Regions from separate parts of the Pan troglodytes genome. Here all the other regions are linked to region 2. A link is a contact called in public HiChIP or PLAC-seq data. All regions are on one chromosome and are shown on one strand. The core of a region is the stretch at or near the end of the contact, and the rest is flanking DNA. Distances in the headings are between cores, read along the strand shown. Region 1 holds the start of NACC2 (NACC family member 2). Region 2 holds the start of UBAC1 (UBA domain containing 1). Region 3 holds the start of TMEM250 (transmembrane protein 250).

Region 1 (2,740 bases), core at 139-2,638, 140 kb before region 2:
CTACCCCACCTCCTTCCCACAGTAGACTGCGGGGCGGGTTTGGAAGTGGCAGTGGTGGGGGGAGGGGGGTTGGGGTGTGGGACCTGGGACTGCATTTAGGTCTAGATGGGACTCTGTGGGGAGAGCCCAGAGTCCCTGCGGGGTTCCATACTCACCCCCATAGAAGGCAAGCCAGGCAGTGAGCTGTATGTGTGTGTGTGTGTGTGTTCTGGACGCAGAGCTGAGTAGAACCTAAAGTTGGGGTCAAGGGCCAGTCTGTGGCCAAGATCAAGGGCCTAGCTTGAGGTTGGGGTGACAAGAACCTGGCCAAGCTTCTGATGATTTGTCCAGGGAATGACCTTGGCTGACTGTGCCAGGAGGGGTTTCTGATCCCCAGAGCCCCAAGGGCGTTCTCTGGGATGCTGGTGGCCATCTCCTTCTCAACCCTTCTCCCAGCGCCCTCGCTCGGGACCACTGAGGTGGTATCACTCCATTCTCCTGCAAGGACCCTTGAGCGTGCTGTGGGAGTGAGGCTGGCTTAGCCTCTGAGGACCACTGCAGCCTGTCCTGACCTCAGGCCCCAGGTTAGGGGGCAGCTGAGGAGGGGTCTCTGGGTCCTTTCGGGTGTGTGGCCGGTTTTATTTCCGTGCCCTTGTTTTAAAACTGCACCTCTGTCCTCAGGAGCGTGGCCTTGGGCAGATGGAGAGCTGCGTGGCCGGTGCCGGAATGACTGTCAACGCCCCAGTGCGCCCGGATCACACCAGGCCTGAAGGCAGCACCAGGCCCAGTCCAGGCAGCTTGCAGTTCCCGGGCCGCAGGGACGGGCGCCGGAGCCCCGCAGATGTTCGCCCAAGGGCGCTCCTGTACCCGCGTCTTTCACGGCCCGCCTGAGCGTCCAGGGCGGCTGCGGATGCGCGCACTTCCCCCGCCCGGATCCCGGAGGCTGCACCGTGCGGCCGCGGCCGCCGCGGGCAGGGCGCGCGCCGTAGGCGGGGTAGGGAGGCCCGGGGGCGGGGTATGGGGGCCCGGGGGCTCTCCCGGGCTTAGCGAGTCCGGCCGAGGCCGGGGCCCGGGGAGGGCGGAGGGCGGAGGGCGGCGCTCCAGGTCTTTTCCCGGCCCGGCCGCCGATCCCCGTCCTCTGCGCCGCGGCGTCCGGCTCCCGCCGGGTGTCCCGCGCAGGGTAGACCGCCGGCAGCTCCGGAAGGACGACGCGCGAGGGGCGAGGAGCTGCCGCCTCCCCTCCCCCGCGCTCGGGGTTCCCCACGCCCCGCCGGCCCCCACTGGGGACCCTCCCGGACCCCGGACCCCAGCCCCGACCCCGGGAGCCCACCTGGCTGCCAGTGCGCGCGCGCGCGGCCGGCGCGCTGTCCCTTTAACGGCCCGCGGGCGCCTCCCCCGCCGCCGCCCCGCCCCCGCCGCGGTGCGGCCGCCGGTGCTGGGCGAGGTCGGAGAAAGTCCATGGGAGCCGGAGCGCCGGGACGCCAAGCACTTCCTGCCGCGGGCGGCGCGCCGCAGCTGCCCAGGCCGGACCGGGCCGGGCGCCCGCAGGTACCGCCAACTTGGCGCGCGCGGCCGCCCCCGGGTTACGCCGCCGGGCGGGGTCGTCCCGCGGGCCGGGCCCGCACTTCCCGCAAACTCCGCGGCCGCCCAACTTGGCGCGGGCCCCCTGCCGCAGTGCCGGCCGCGCGGGGCGGGTGCGGCCGAGTTCCGCGCCGGCCCGGGCGTGCGCGCGGGAACCGGCCTCGGGAGCCCGCGGAGGGGAGCCGGGCGGGGACGGGGGGTCCCGGCGGAGGCGCCCGCGACCCCGGGCCGGGACGCCGCGCCGCGCGTTCGGGGAGACCCCGGCTCCGGGCGTCCCGGGGCGCTCCCCGCCGCCTGCTGGGTTTCCCTGGATTTCTGGGGACCCGCGCGGCCTCCCCAGGGACCCGACTGGCCGATCCAGCCCTCCGGGTGGGGAAGCCCGGGCAGGACTGGCCCGGGGCCAGGGCGGAGGGACCCACCCCTCCCGGCGCATCTGCGCAGCTGCCTGGCCCTGCCGGGCCCGCGCCTCGCCCTCCCGGTCCAGGTGGGCCCGTTCGTGGGTCGTCACCGCCTCCCGCTCCTCCCCCACGCGGGCCCCAGCCTGGGGAGAAACTGGGGTCCGGCCGCAGGGGGAGGGGGCTCTGCCTCTTGCCAGCTTCTGTGCCTCTGCGGAGCTGAGGTCGGGGGCCCCAGCCCCTTCTCTAAGAAACTCAGCGGAGCCCGCCGCGCACCCCGCACGGCCAGGGCGGACCGAGGCCTTCCGACGGAGTTTCCTGCTTCTCTTGCTGGGATCGTGTGGGGTCGGAGGTCAGAGGTCACCTCCCAGCCCCTCTGCCAGGCTCTGGGGGAAGTTTGGTCTTGGACTCTCGTCGTGGAGCCGCTTAAACCTGTGGGTCTGAAGGCCGCGAGGCCCGGTCCCTGGAGTTGGCCTCCCAGGCCGTTCCACTCCCTCCCCCAACCCCCGCGCGGGGCCTCCGGATTGGAGGTGTTTCACCCACGTGCTGGTGGGCCCGTCTCCCTGGGCCGCTGGGTGCCCTGAGCTGTGTTCTCTGCTGCGCGTTCCTTCCTGTGTGTGGCGGGGGTGCTGACCCGGGGGTGCCCAAGGCAGCCCGGACTCCCATCCCGTGGAGCTGCCTCCGGGAGCGCGTGCACCTTGGTGTTCCCGCCCGCCAGCGCGGCCGCACTCTCCTGCCAGAGTCCGTGGCCCTCCAGGGCGCCCCTTCTTCTCACCCACCCCTCT
Region 2 (2,755 bases), core at 243-2,742:
TTGGTGTTCCTCCCCTTCCTCCTCCACCAGCTTCCACGATACTACCACCACCTCCACTACGGTCTCTAACAGTCGGTACTTCTGCCTCCTGCGTTAAAAATGCCGCATTCCAGGACTGTATCCTGGTGTCTGGTCTTAATCACTACCATATTTTCGTTGAGTAGCAGAGGCTCCCACTTGTGAGAGGCAATTAGTAAGTGCTGAACTGGACACATGGAATCTGGACGAGGTTGGAATGATCACAGGAGAAAAATGAGGATGTGTGTGCAAAATGGTGTGGACAGAATAAAAGCCTGCAGGCAAGAGGCAGAGACAGCCTCCCCGGTTAGATTGCTAACCTCTGAGAACGGGAACTGTGCCTTATTCATCTCTGCGCAGTAAAGTTTTTTTAAATGAATGGGATGAATGAGTACAGATCAGTCAATGTGTCAGGTCTAACCTGAACTACAAAATTCATATTTAGGAGCATGGTAAGTAAGACGTTATTCAGGACTGTTGAGCTAGGTACAGAGACCACTGCCAAGGGGGCTTGCAGTGGGGAGAGAGGTCAGGCTCAACTCCCAATACAGCAAGGGCAAGTGGGTGGGGTCAGTGAATGGAAAATTAATAGGAGAAAACATCAGGGATGTGGGCGGTTCTGGCTAAACCGACCTGACAGGGTTCTTGCTGAAGAGAGGCTGGAGATATCAGACAGCACCTGGGGGACGAGGAACCTGACCGGACGTCCAGGGTGATCTGATATTGAGGCTGGGAGTTCTTGCTAAACTCACTTATCAAGGCTCTTCGCTAAAACTGGATTTTACAAGGAAGTGTACAGATGATGTAGAAGGTTCAGGAGCCTGCTTAAGTTTGGCCAAGCAAAGACTCTTTGTCACACCCCACAGAAAATGAGTCTGCCTGGCACCACCTGCACCAAGGGCGGCTTCCCTCCCCTCTGGGTGCCCCGCAAACCTAGGCTTCGCAGGAACAGTGACTCTCTGATCTGCGTGTGAATTAGAAAGACCTAGGCTTGTTAAAGCCAAGTTCTTTGGAGAGCCTCCGTTCTACAGCAGTGCAGTGCAAAAGAAATATCACAGCAGCCATGTAGGCAATTTAAAATTCTATCTTAAAAAGGTTAAAAGAAACAGGTGAAATTAATTTTAATGACATATTTTTCTTAACTCAATAGATACAAAATATTATTTCAACATGTAATCAACATGAAAACATTATCGAGATGCCTTACATTCCTTTTTCCCGTTACTTCTTCGGGATCCAGCGTGTATTTTACCTTTAGAACCCATGAGGTCCCACGTGGTGAGTGCCCCGGGTGGGAACGGCCTGCAGGTCGGGGAGGAACGAAGCTGCCAGAGAACTACAGCTCCCGGCATGCTCCGGGCGCGCCCCGTGACGCACTTCCTTTGCGGTGGCCACAGCGCGCCCCCAGCGGCGGGAGCGAGGCGCCTGTCCGAGAACCACATCTCCCGGCATGCGCCAGACGCGCCCGTGACGCACTTCCGGTGCGGCGGCGACGGCGCGCCCCCGGCGGCTGCGGCGGCGGGAGCGAGGCGACCGCTGAGGCCGCGGAGAGTGACGGCGGCCCGGCCGACGGGAGCCGGGGCGGGGCGGCGGCCCAGCGAAGGAGCGCGCGGGCGGTCTGGCCCCGCCCCCTCCCCGCCCGCCTTCCCGGTGACCTTCAGGGGCCCGGGTGGCGGGCGCAGGCCCCTGCGGCGGCGGCGGGATGTTCGTGCAGGAGGAGAAGATCTTCGCGGGCAAGGTGCTGCGGCTGCACATCTGCGCGTCCGACGGCGCCGAGTGGCTGGAGGAGGCCACCGAGGACACCTCGGTGGAGAAGCTCAAGGAGCGCTGCCTCAAGCACGTAAGGCCGGGCCCCCTCCCCTGCCCCCAACACCCGCTCCGGACCCCTCCGACTGCGGACCCCGCCTCAGTCCCCGAACCGCCCCGACCTGGGGTCCGCCGCCCAGTCCGCAGCTCCCAGGCCCTCTCCTCCGGGGGTGGAGGCAGCGCCTCCTGCCCGTTTGCTCGACTCTCCCCCTTTCGGATCCCACACCTCTGGACGCTCGTCCCGGGCCTGGCCTTTCGGCCGGCGGACTCCGGTCACTAAGCACTCGCCCCGTGCCAGCCGCCCGGCCGAGCCCTGTACACGCCAGCCTCTCGGTTAACTCTGCAGCCACGCAGGGAGGTAGGGGCAGATCGGGAAACTGAGGCCTGGAGAGTGAAGTCGCCGACGGAGCAGGGCCTCATGACTTTCCGGCAGTTGTACCTTTTTGCTGTTGGGGTGAGGTTTTTTTCAGCAGCATCTTTGAGAGCCGAGAATTAACGTAGGCTCCTTCATTAAGAGGCCCCTTCTCCTTCCTCTTCCCCTTTCCCGCAGAGCCGGCTGCTTGGAGCTCTTTTCCTGGCTGGCCCCAGGCCACTGTGCCTTTTAGCTGGAGTCCCTGAAATAGTGCCGCTGCGGGACAAGGCCCTGCGCCCCTGCTTTTCTGCAGAGGTAAAATTGGTCAAGAGAGAAGGCCCAGGAGTAGGGTCTCCTCGCGGAGACACTTTTTAAAGTTTATTCACCTGAAATACTCCTGTGTGTTTAGTTCCTTAGGTTGCTGATTTTTGGAACTAGTTCTCGAGTCTCTAAAGGACTCAGTAAGGTCAGCTAAGAAGCCTGTCTGTGTGTCAGACTGACCTCCTGTCTATACCTGACATGATCTGAGGGCTTGGCAGAATTTAGGTTGAAGGAGGCTGCAGTTTTCTAGTGGCGACT
Region 3 (2,849 bases), core at 265-2,764, 160 kb before region 2:
CCCAGCATGAGCCACGTGGGAGGGGAGAATTATCTTTGGTTAGTTTGTCTCTAATAGTCCTTAAAACAGAAGACAAAAAATGAAGACAGGCATCAAGATGCTATTATCTCAATGTTTATATATTTAAAATGTTTTATTTATTTTTGTGGAGGCCATGTTGCCAGCCAGGTCGCCCAGGCTAGTCTTAAAACTCCTGGGCACAAGAGATCTGAGGCCGGAATGACAGATGTGAGCCACCACGCCCAGCCTTATCTCAGTAGCTAAACGTGTGGATCTGCCTCACATCTGGAGAGGCAGAGAGGTGAGCCACCAACAGGGCTATTGAGGAAGGAAGGAGACCTGTTTATTGATTTTAAGTTTTTTGTAGAGACAGGGGCCTCACTATGTTGCCCAGGCTGGTCTCAAACTTCTGGGGCAAGTGATCCCCCTGCCTTGGCCTCCCAAAGCTGTGGAAAGACAGGCGTGAACTAGCGCTTCTTGCCTGACACGTTTCTTTCGGAATATTTGCCGCCAGCCATCGGTAAAGAAAACAGGCTCTTGGCCTTTTTTGCTGTGCTACCTCCTGGTGGCCTTTGCTCGTCCAGATGTTCCTCGAACTCCTGCTCATGTCGGGTAAAGGCGGCTCTCTCTCCTGTGGCGGGGATGGGGCCACAGTGGAGAAGGTAGCTGTGCCAGCCCTCAAGGCGGCCCTGGTCCAAAGGACGTGGGCCCAGGAGCCAGCTCGCCGTCCCGGGAGGCCTGCAGCCAATGACGGGCCTGGTGGGCAGGAGGGCCCAGCCCCCTTGTTCTAGTGCCTTGAATTTGAAGGGCCACCCACTTTACGGTCGCCCCAGGGGCTGCTGACCCTGCCTTCCCCTCCTACCCAGCAGCCACACCCAGGAGCGCTCCCCAACACATTCCTCGCTGGAAACCCCCAGGACAACCACCAGCCTGTACGAATCAGGCGTGAGGACACTAACACAAGTCCCCTTCCTTCACTGGGGTGGGGGGCGGGGGGCGGCCCTGGGGCTGCTGCTGGGCCTGCTCGTGCTCCGGAGCTGTCCCTACTTCGGCTGCCGACGTCGCCGCCGGCCCACCGGGCCTCGCAGCTACACACCCGCTCCGTGCCGCCCGGGTCCGCGTGGTGTCAGCCGCCCCCACCCTTCCCCGCCCTCCTGGAGCCAGGGGGGCGCCCCCATTCCCGCCGCCGCCCTGTCCTCCCAGCCCCAGGCCCGGGCCGCGCAGGAGGCCTTCGCACACGGCCCCGCGAGGACCAGACCTGCTCCCGGTCCCTGGGCCGCCCACCCCCGCCGGGAAAGCGGCTTCCTCCGGGGCCCGGCCCCACCCCAGCGACGGCAGCAGCCCGCCGGGTCGCAGACACCTCAGTCTGGGGCCAGGACCACGGTCAAGCCCTCTGCTGGGGCCAAAGGACTGCTCCACGGAAGCGCGCCTGCGCACTGCCTCTCCAAGGGATGCGGTAGCGCGTGCGCGGAGGCGCGGCCCAGGAACGGCAAGCGCAGGCGCAGAAGACCAGGCGCGGCACCGAGGGCGTTCGGGGGAGGGAACGCTACGGACTGCTCGCAGCGTGCGCACGCACGCACGCACGCACGCCCTCGGGAAGCGACGAGTCCGGGACGCCCAGCGCGGGCCCGGAGCAGGGGGAAGGGAAGTGCGGCTCGGTCGGCGCGGGTGGAGGGGGGGCGTGAGGCCGCCCTACGGTGGCCGTCGAGGGACGGCGCTACGGCTCCCACGCTAGGCCAAACGCCTCCGGCGGCAGCGCCCGGGAGCCCCTTCACCTGCAGGGCGACCCCAGCCGGGGACGCGTGAACCACGCCCTCAGCCGCCCTGCCAGCACCCCCAGCCGCGCGCCCCAGCACCATGCGGCCGCCCTGCGCACGGAGCCCCGAGGGACAGGGGCACCCGCAGGCCCGGCCCCTAGCACCGCCGGCCGGCCCCGAGGTCCGGGACGCCGGCGCCGCCGCGGAGAGGGCACCAGGTGAGCTGCGGGGGGGGGACCCGGCCTAGGCGGGGGCCGTCTCCAGGGCAACGCGCGGCGCGGGACCCGGAAGTAGCTCCGGCAGGGGCTCTGCAGCCAGGGGGCCCGGCGCGGCGCGGCGCAGGCCCGGTGCTCACGCGGAGTTGGCCGGGGCCCGTCGCGTCTCTGCGGCCCCGAGGAAACAGTCCTGGGTCCATGGGCCGGGCCGAGCGGGCGTCTGCAGAAAGGCAGGGACCCGGATGGAGCCGCGGGCCGCGAGACCCTGCGGGGACACAGCTCCGCCGAGTCGCGTTTGAGTGGCACCGCCATGGCTGGGGTCCCGGCCGGGGCGAGCTCCGGGCCGAGGCCGGCCTTAAATAGGGCCGCTCTGGCCCCTGCACCCCGTGGAGGAGCCGGGCGGAGGGAGAGGGCGAGGCCGGGCCCCTGCGGGCACGGGAGGGTCAGGCGGCCCCGGCCCCTCCCTCCTCCGCCCCGGCCAGGTCCCCACGGCAGGGCCCCAGGCTGAATCTGAAGGCAGGCGAAGCTCTTGGCAACAGTCCCCTGTAATGTTACCAACTTTACTGCTCAGATTTTATTTCCTGACCTTTGAGTTCACTCCGTCTACAGATAATTTAGGCAAGGTATAAACGGCCTTTACTAGGTGAAGCTGGAGAGCCAAATGCCGCGTCTGCTCTTTGCAGCCCAGTCTGTAAGGGCCGCTGCCAGGCCCCGGGCCGACCCCACTGTGCACGCTAGGCCCAGCCCCTTCCCTCCCACAGCTACCCACAAGGGCAGTGCTATTGGCACCCCCATTGGACAGAGCAGGAGCCGTCTTGGGGTCAGGTGACCTGCCCAAAGTCACTGCTAGGGAAGGACAGTGCCAGGGTTCAGGCCC

Evidence for each region. HiChIP or PLAC-seq counts read pairs in DNA pulled down with a chosen protein or histone mark.
Region 1: a contact with region 2 is called in an H3K4me3 HiChIP or PLAC-seq map of stem cell-derived excitatory neurons, with 5 times the contacts expected there. The contact joins the promoter of NACC2 here to the promoter of UBAC1 in region 2. A contact is called at or near these places in 1 of 7 Hi-C or Micro-C datasets (induced pluripotent stem cells) and 1 of 1 datasets of contacts at active chromatin or transcription factors (stem cell-derived excitatory neurons).
Region 3: a contact with region 2 is called in an H3K4me3 HiChIP or PLAC-seq map of stem cell-derived excitatory neurons, with 5 times the contacts expected there. The contact joins the promoter of TMEM250 here to the promoter of UBAC1 in region 2. A contact is called at or near these places in 5 of 7 Hi-C or Micro-C datasets (blood, induced pluripotent stem cells, a lymphoblastoid cell line and 1 more), 1 of 1 datasets of contacts at active chromatin or transcription factors (stem cell-derived excitatory neurons) and 1 of 1 other capture datasets (stem cell-derived neural stem cells).

What each region holds. Positions count from the first base shown.
Region 1 is chr11:2,341,974-2,344,713 of NHGRI_mPanTro3-v2.0_pri, forward strand. It overlaps NACC2 (NACC family member 2), which reads left to right and starts at 1,389. Exons shown (of 6, transcript XM_016962081.4): 1 at 1,389-1,527.
Region 2 is chr11:2,477,278-2,480,032 of NHGRI_mPanTro3-v2.0_pri, forward strand. It overlaps UBAC1 (UBA domain containing 1), which reads left to right and starts at 1,493. Exons shown (of 10, transcript XM_016962079.4): 1 at 1,493-1,858. The coding sequence starts at 1,721.
Region 3 is chr11:2,318,535-2,321,383 of NHGRI_mPanTro3-v2.0_pri, forward strand. It overlaps TMEM250 (transmembrane protein 250), which reads left to right and starts at 1,515. Exons shown (of 4, transcript XR_008537207.2): 1 at 1,515-1,975.